Regions from separate parts of the Dromaius novaehollandiae genome. Here region 2 is linked to region 1. A link is a contact called in public Hi-C data. All regions are on one chromosome and are shown on one strand. The core of a region is the stretch at or near the end of the contact, and the rest is flanking DNA. Distances in the headings are between cores, read along the strand shown.

The links. Hi-C and Micro-C count contacts between places; a contact is called where the count stands out from the background.
Region 2: a contact with region 1 is called in a Hi-C map of brain, with 2.5 times the contacts expected there. The contact joins the promoter of SLC39A13 here to the enhancer-like site in region 1. A contact is called at or near these places in 3 of 4 Hi-C or Micro-C datasets (brain, liver and ovary).

What each region holds. Positions count from the first base shown.
Region 1 is chr5:45,702,759-45,706,016 of bDroNov1.hap1, reverse strand. It overlaps MADD (MAP kinase activating death domain), which reads right to left. Exons shown (of 37, transcript XM_064512699.1): 36 at 536-582. Among named protein-coding and RNA genes, the nearest start is that of MADD, 69 kb to the right of the region's middle. Within about 2 kb of position 1,481, at least 2 of the 2 cell types and tissues checked have open chromatin away from gene starts, as enhancers often do.
Region 2 is chr5:45,851,727-45,855,057 of bDroNov1.hap1, reverse strand. SLC39A13 (solute carrier family 39 member 13) reads right to left here and starts at 1,532. Exons shown (of 9, transcript XM_064512730.1): 1 at 1,346-1,532. LOC112979221 (a long non-coding RNA gene) reads left to right here and starts at 1,410. Exons shown (of 5, transcript XR_003258131.2): 1 at 1,410-2,121; 2 at 2,735-2,858.

The DNA.
Region 1 (3,258 bases), core at 232-2,731:
GTCAACTGTTGGTGTTCAAAGATTTTATAAAAACTGAGCACTAGAGCACAGCAATAACCCACCTCATGGCAGGAATCACTACTTACACCATTCTCTTGCATCTCACTGATCACTTTCATATGAACAGGCAGGAATTTTTCATAAACTCAGTGATCATTTTATGTCCAGAAATTAGTCTCCTCTTCCATCTATTCTGTGGATAAGGGATTGTGATCTGCGCCGTCACCAGTTTAGCAGTTTCATCAGCATTTAATGTGTTAAAATTCAAACCAAACTGGCTATCTTGAATCTTTACCTATCTTAATGAAAGGCATTACCCTTCCTTTACTACCCATGAGCTCCTCTAATTTCACAAAAGCAAGAATCACCGGGTTTTGGTGTCTTCCCTCAACTAAAAGCTAACATAAAAAGCAGCCTGTGTTTTACTGCAGTGCTAGCATCGCAAATCTTGCGATCTCAATGCGAGTCTTTTCACCACATGAAAATGTAAAGATACATCCTAAAGAACTACTAGAAGGCATCACAGGTGACTCACCATTGGCGTCTTGTACTTGTGGCTCACCACTTCTTTAGTTTCAGGAACTAAAACCGGACGGGCAAGAGACAAAACAAAAAGTTCAAAAAACGAGAGGAAAAGGGAAAAGAAATAGCACAATGTTCCCATAGGAAAAGGAAAGGATGCACAGACAGCAACTGCAGGAACAGCGCACCTCACTATCCCTCACTTCTAGGTGTTTTTCTTTCTTGTCATTTACATTACATGTCTCCTTGAAGATACTGGTAATGACATAATAGATAACTTAGGTTGACAAAAATATTCTGTTGCCTCTCTTTGGAAAACCATAGTAGATATTTGATGGTTCTTACAGCCTCTGGCTTTTCTGATAGTACTTATTCCTGTTAGATAGCAGAATTAATGACAAAACACACTTAATGATAAAATATGCTTAATGCCTACTACCATAAAACAAACCAACGACTCCTTAGAAATTTGTCAGTACACAATTCCTAAAGATTTTGCCTTCTAAATGTTTGAATCCTTCTCTGCTGCAAAGCAGATCTCAAAAGAACTGTTGGACACTCTGGTAGGAAGTTAGTGAAACCAGGAAAACAAACAAAAAAAAGGTAAGGGAAAATTTTCAACACTGGAAGACTGTTTCCCAGCTATGTCTTGAGAGTTTCTGAAGACATTCTTTCTCCTGTCTGAAATGTGTGCGCTGATATTTACTTTAACATCTCAAAGATGTTCATTGCTTTTGAACAAGTTGCCTTAAAACAAAATATTCATTTCAGTTACATGTATTCTCAAAAATATCAGGCTTTATTTGATTTCTAGAGGACTTACATATAAAGAGAATTAGGGGACTGATGAAAAAATTTTTATCCAGAAAATGTCATCTTGCTCCCTTCACTGCCTCAAACTAACAGAAGGGAAGCGGCCATAAAACAGCTAAAGAAAATTTGCCTTTTGCTCTCATTCTGGACTGCATTAAAAAGCAAGCTGCAACCCTCCCATTAGTGTGCACTGCATCTGAAGTGTGCCTTTGACCCACACTTGGTCTATAAATATTGTTGTGAACAGATCCCATGGGAAATCAACAGGAGAGAACAAAGACCACACTAAGAACATACAAAGGGCAAATTTAAAATGTTAAGATCAGTGGAATAACAAGACCAACTTTGAATACTTTCCTTCCAGAGTAGCTGAAATTTGCCATGGAATTTCTGTGTCACAACAAAAAAATTTAGAAGTAGTAATATAAAAGTTATGCAAAACCAAATCATACCAGGCTCATAGAGGAAGAGTGAATGTTTTATTACACACAGTACTAGTGACAGAAAAAGAAGCAGAGGCAAATGAGTTCAGCATGAATAACTAGAAAAAGTCCACAACAAAACCTATCCATGCAGATGTCATCTTTTCAACTATGATATGACACAGCTAAACACTGGGGAGGAAGAAGGATCACACTCTAGGGGGCCAAAAGTAGACAGTGCAGACTGGGTTTGAGAAAATACTCCAAATATAAATCGATGCCTACCAGTTCCAATGTGTCATGATATTGTTATTCCCAAAAAGATGAAGTGAAAAGTACAACTTAAAAAATAATAATTACTTTTATAATCATAATTTTAAACTATCCCTTTTCTTTGAGAGGGGGCGGTTACATTAAGGACCAAAAAACAGTGAAGTGCACACCCAGGCTGCACTGCCCCAGTGATACCAGTGACTAGAGTTGGGACGATAATGAGGTGCACATCCAAGCTACCTTACCCGCTGGCACCAGACGTTCCAAATTAACTCCATGTCACCAGGGGTTAAAGGTGGGAGTGAGGCTGATGCACAGCCAAATAGGGTAGGATTTTACAGCTGTGTAAGTCTCACTGCCCACTGGATAACATACAATTGTTCATATACTCTTCAGAAAGCAGGAAGGGGAAGCAGTAATGACCTTGTGCCATAAGGGATGGAGAGAAGGGAAGTTGTAAAGTCCTGTACCATAACTGAGAATAGGAAAAGAAAGAAGAGGAGACTATCTAGGCAAGGTACTCTCTCCCCACTTCACAGTTGCCTTGTCTTTAAGTGAAATACTCTTTCAAAGCTCTTCCAGTTGGGAAAACTGTCCCGAGAGCATTGAATTAGGAAGACTTAGAGAAGTCAAAGCACTACCACTGCAGAATAAAAAAGCCTAAAATTAAGAAATTACCAGAAGCACTTTTTCTAGCATTAAAACTTAATCCTGATGTTGTTAAACTAAGTGGATGAAGGGAGTAAATTACTAAGCACCATCCTGCAGCCTTTAATCCTGTGAATGAAAATAAGGCACTAGCAGAGAACGAGTTCAGGGGACATCACTTTACCTGCTGGAGAATGAAGGTTTTCATAGCAGCGGCAGTGAAGGGGCCACAAGAAAGTAAAGCACAAGTACACAGCAGTAACTCAAATTCCAGAGGGAAGAGCCTAACATTTTCTCACTTGCTTTAAATCTCCAGTTCTATTTGTGGGCAACGACCACTGACTTCTGCTTGCATTCTGCTCTAAAATCACAGGGTCAACTTCCACGCTGCCATCTAAACCCAATGTTAACACAAGCAAGCCTTTAATTTCCTGCTAACTGTGATAATGCTACAGTTGGAGCACTTATGCTTGGCAAAAATCAGCTGAATGAATCTTGCATTGAAGTACTTCCCATCAAACTAGAGCATACACACTTACCACTCCCTACTTGTCTTAGAGGAAATACTACTTCAGTTACC
Region 2 (3,331 bases), core at 283-2,782, 150 kb before region 1:
ATGCCCCAAAGCACTCACTTCTCTGCCAGTCACAGGCCACCTTCAGGGGCTCCATCGCTCTGGTGGGACTCTTCCCCTCTCCCCATACTGCTCATACAGAATTGCTTTGCACTGAGACTTTCACTTCTACAAATCATGCACATCACAGCATGCAAAGCTAAAAACTGGGGTTGTACAGGTCTAAAGAACGACAGAGTATCACAGAACAAAACAGATTAGACACCTCGCAACCCCAAGACCATACCTTTTCCTAGGGGGTTAAAATACTGATCAAACTCTACAGTAGTTTGGGAAACAGTGATTTCTTCCCCAGCAACCAGCCTATGAGGAAAGTTTATAGAGGCAGCAATCACCTTCACCCCCTCAGGGCTAGGTGAGGTTTCCCTCCTCCCAGCCCACTCTCGGTTGGCGCCGGGCACCTCTCCCGACTCCTGCTACCAGCCAGCCTCGGGGCCTGGGTCCTGCGGCCCGCCGCTGCCGGGCCGGGCCTCAGCCGCAGCCCGAGCCGGTTCAGGATACCGCTCTCTTATCATACGGCGGCCCCACTCTTAGCACCGTGTCTGACAACGTTGCGGACGGCTTGTGAGAGGACGGACAGCTCTGTTTTTCCATGAGAGGAATGCTGACAACCGCAGAGTGAGACATACTTGCTGGGGGGAGCAGTTAACCCTGTTCGCGCACCCTCATGCAGGAGCACGGCAGCTGGGCTCCCCAGGGAGCAGATCCTGCGCCGTTTGCTGAGCGCGGCGCAGACCCCGACCAACCGAGCGGCAGCAGGGCGGCGGCGAGCCGGCTCCCCGCAGGGACGGCGGTGCCATCTCCCCTCGTCACAACCCCCCGGCCGGCGGCGCGGGGCAGGGCAGAGCAGGGCAGGGCGCCCCGCAGCCACGCTGCCCCTGCGCATCGCCTCTTCCAAGTTGCTTCTGAAACTTTCTCGGCCGAGCCCCGCGGCGCTGCGCTCCGAGCCCGCGGCGCGCTGGGAGCCCCCGGCTCTGCCGGGGCGCCGCCGCCCCGGGAGGCTGCGGCGAAGGCGGGGGCCGCCGCCCGGGGGCCGGGGCGAGCCGAGGCCCCGGGGGGCGGCGCGAACTCCCCGCAGCTCGCCGCCGCCGGAGCACGGCTTCCTGCAGCAGCGGCCCCGCCGGTGCCGCCGCTTTCCCAAACTTGTCCCGCGCCTGGCCGGGCCCCGCCGGGGCCGGACACCGGACGCCGCCCGCCGCCCCCTCTCCCCCGTCCCGTCGCCGCCCGGAGCTGCGCGGCCGCGCCCCCCCCCCCCCCACCGCCCGAACAGCGGGGCGGAGCGGGCCGGCGACCCCCGGCACCGCCCCCGGCCGCGAGCCGCCCTCACCGCGCGCCGCCGCCGCCATCCAGCCGCGGCCCGGCTCGGCTCGACGCGGCGCGGGCCGGCCCCGCCCGGCGGCCCCTCGGCCCCGCCTCCCCCGGCCGGCCACGTCGGTCCCGGCCTCCTCGGCACCAGCGCCGCCGCCGTCGCCGCGGGCCCCCGCTGCAGCGCGCGCTTCCGGCCGCCGCGCCGGGGGGGCCGGCGCCGGGGCGCGCTTCCTGCTGCTGCCCGGCCCGGCCCGGCCCAGTGGGGCGGAAGCTGGGGCTCGCGGCCCGGCCCCGGGGCGCCCGGGCCCGGCCGAGGCGCGAGCGGCCTGAGCTCGGCCGCCCGAGCGCGCCTGCCCCCGGCGACCCCGCGGCGCGCTGCCACCGCCGCGGAAAGCGCAGCCCTCGCAGAGAGCCTTCGCGTTTGTCCCCTCGGATCCGTAACGGGCCGGGGGTATTTGTGGGTCGTTTGTGCCTCTCTGAGGGAGAGCGCACGAGAAGAAACGGCACCGGCTTCCGGACGGTGGGATACAGACAAACGCGTGCTGGGGAAGACCTGCCCTTTGCAAATATATTTATTGGGAATCTGTTTTGGAAAAAAACCTTTTACTTAGTTGGATTATAAATTCTTTGGGCTGCAGATGTGTAAAGATAAGCACAACAGAAAAACTATTTTCGAGAGGAATTTCTGGATGCTAGGGCAGAGGAAAGTATGCCAGGACTTACCTCCAAAAGTTTTTAAAAGATACAACGACCTTTAAACTATCTGCTTCCTCCTTGTACAGTCTTTTTTAACAGGTGAGTGCATTCCAACCTCCAAGGTGACACCTATGTAACACCAAAACTTCACAAGCACTAATGTCCTGACTGCTACAGGTGACGAATATCCACAGCTCTTACAGATGTTTGTAGAAACTGCATGTGCCCAAGAAATTAGGTCAGAGGAGAACAAACATTGACTTTCATACAAGCTGAGCTAGTTTGAAGCAACACAGTTTCCCAAATGTACTAATCTCTTACCATTTTCCCTGAGACACAGAATTTGTTTCTCACTCCGACTGTCAGAAAGAATCCCACTTCCTGCGGAGACGCAGCTAATGCTGCCGCTCCTCTCTCGGGTCTCACCCCGATCCCATTACATCATGTCAATGTCATGCCTGGGAGCCAGAGCTAGAACCAAGTCAGTCCTCAGCGCCCTGCGCAGCTTGGCTGCTCTCTCTGCGGTCATGTGACAGGAGCACACTCCTACACGAACGCATCTCAAATGCAGTCTAAGGAAAGTTACATCTTTCTTGCTCACAAGCAGAATGCTTATATAGGAAACTGAATTCTCTGAAGATGAATTTTCAAAAGATGTGAATTTTGTGTTTTGTTCTGAAGTTGTAAGATTTATGGTTCCTGTGTCCCACAGCTGTTTTCCTACTGCCTGAATAACCATCATCTGTCTTCCTGAATCTCCCTCCAGTGGCTGACAGTTCCCTGGGCTGATGGATCATATCTGCGATTATCATAGTTACAGACAGGGACTTCCTCAGGTAACCTAAGCTGCATTTTGAGGATTTCGCACTATCAGGATCAGTACTGATATCCTGGTCTCAGTGAAGTAAATGGGAGTTTGCTTTTGACTTGAGCGGATGCAGCATTTCACGCCAAGCCATTCAGCGTCAGCTAGTGTTTCCCTGTAAGCCAGGGGAGCAGGGCAGAGTTCTGGATGAAACGTGCACTCATTAGCTCGTGTCTTCAAGTGGCAGCTGCTGCTGCAGTGTGCATCAGATGGAGCTTTTTCCTAGTTGGTAGCTGCGTTCTTAACTATAGCGAATTTTCAGTGATAGTTTAGAGATCAATACAGTTAAATCAGAGTCCAGCAGGCTCAGTCCAAAAGCTGTTGTTCTGTCACCATAGCTATTGGATGATTGGAGCGGGGAGCAGAACTACCATGTTCTCCTACCTTCCCCAAGCCACTGAGACTCTTGAACCTGGTGTCTCTGAAAGTGACTTTTAGATTTCT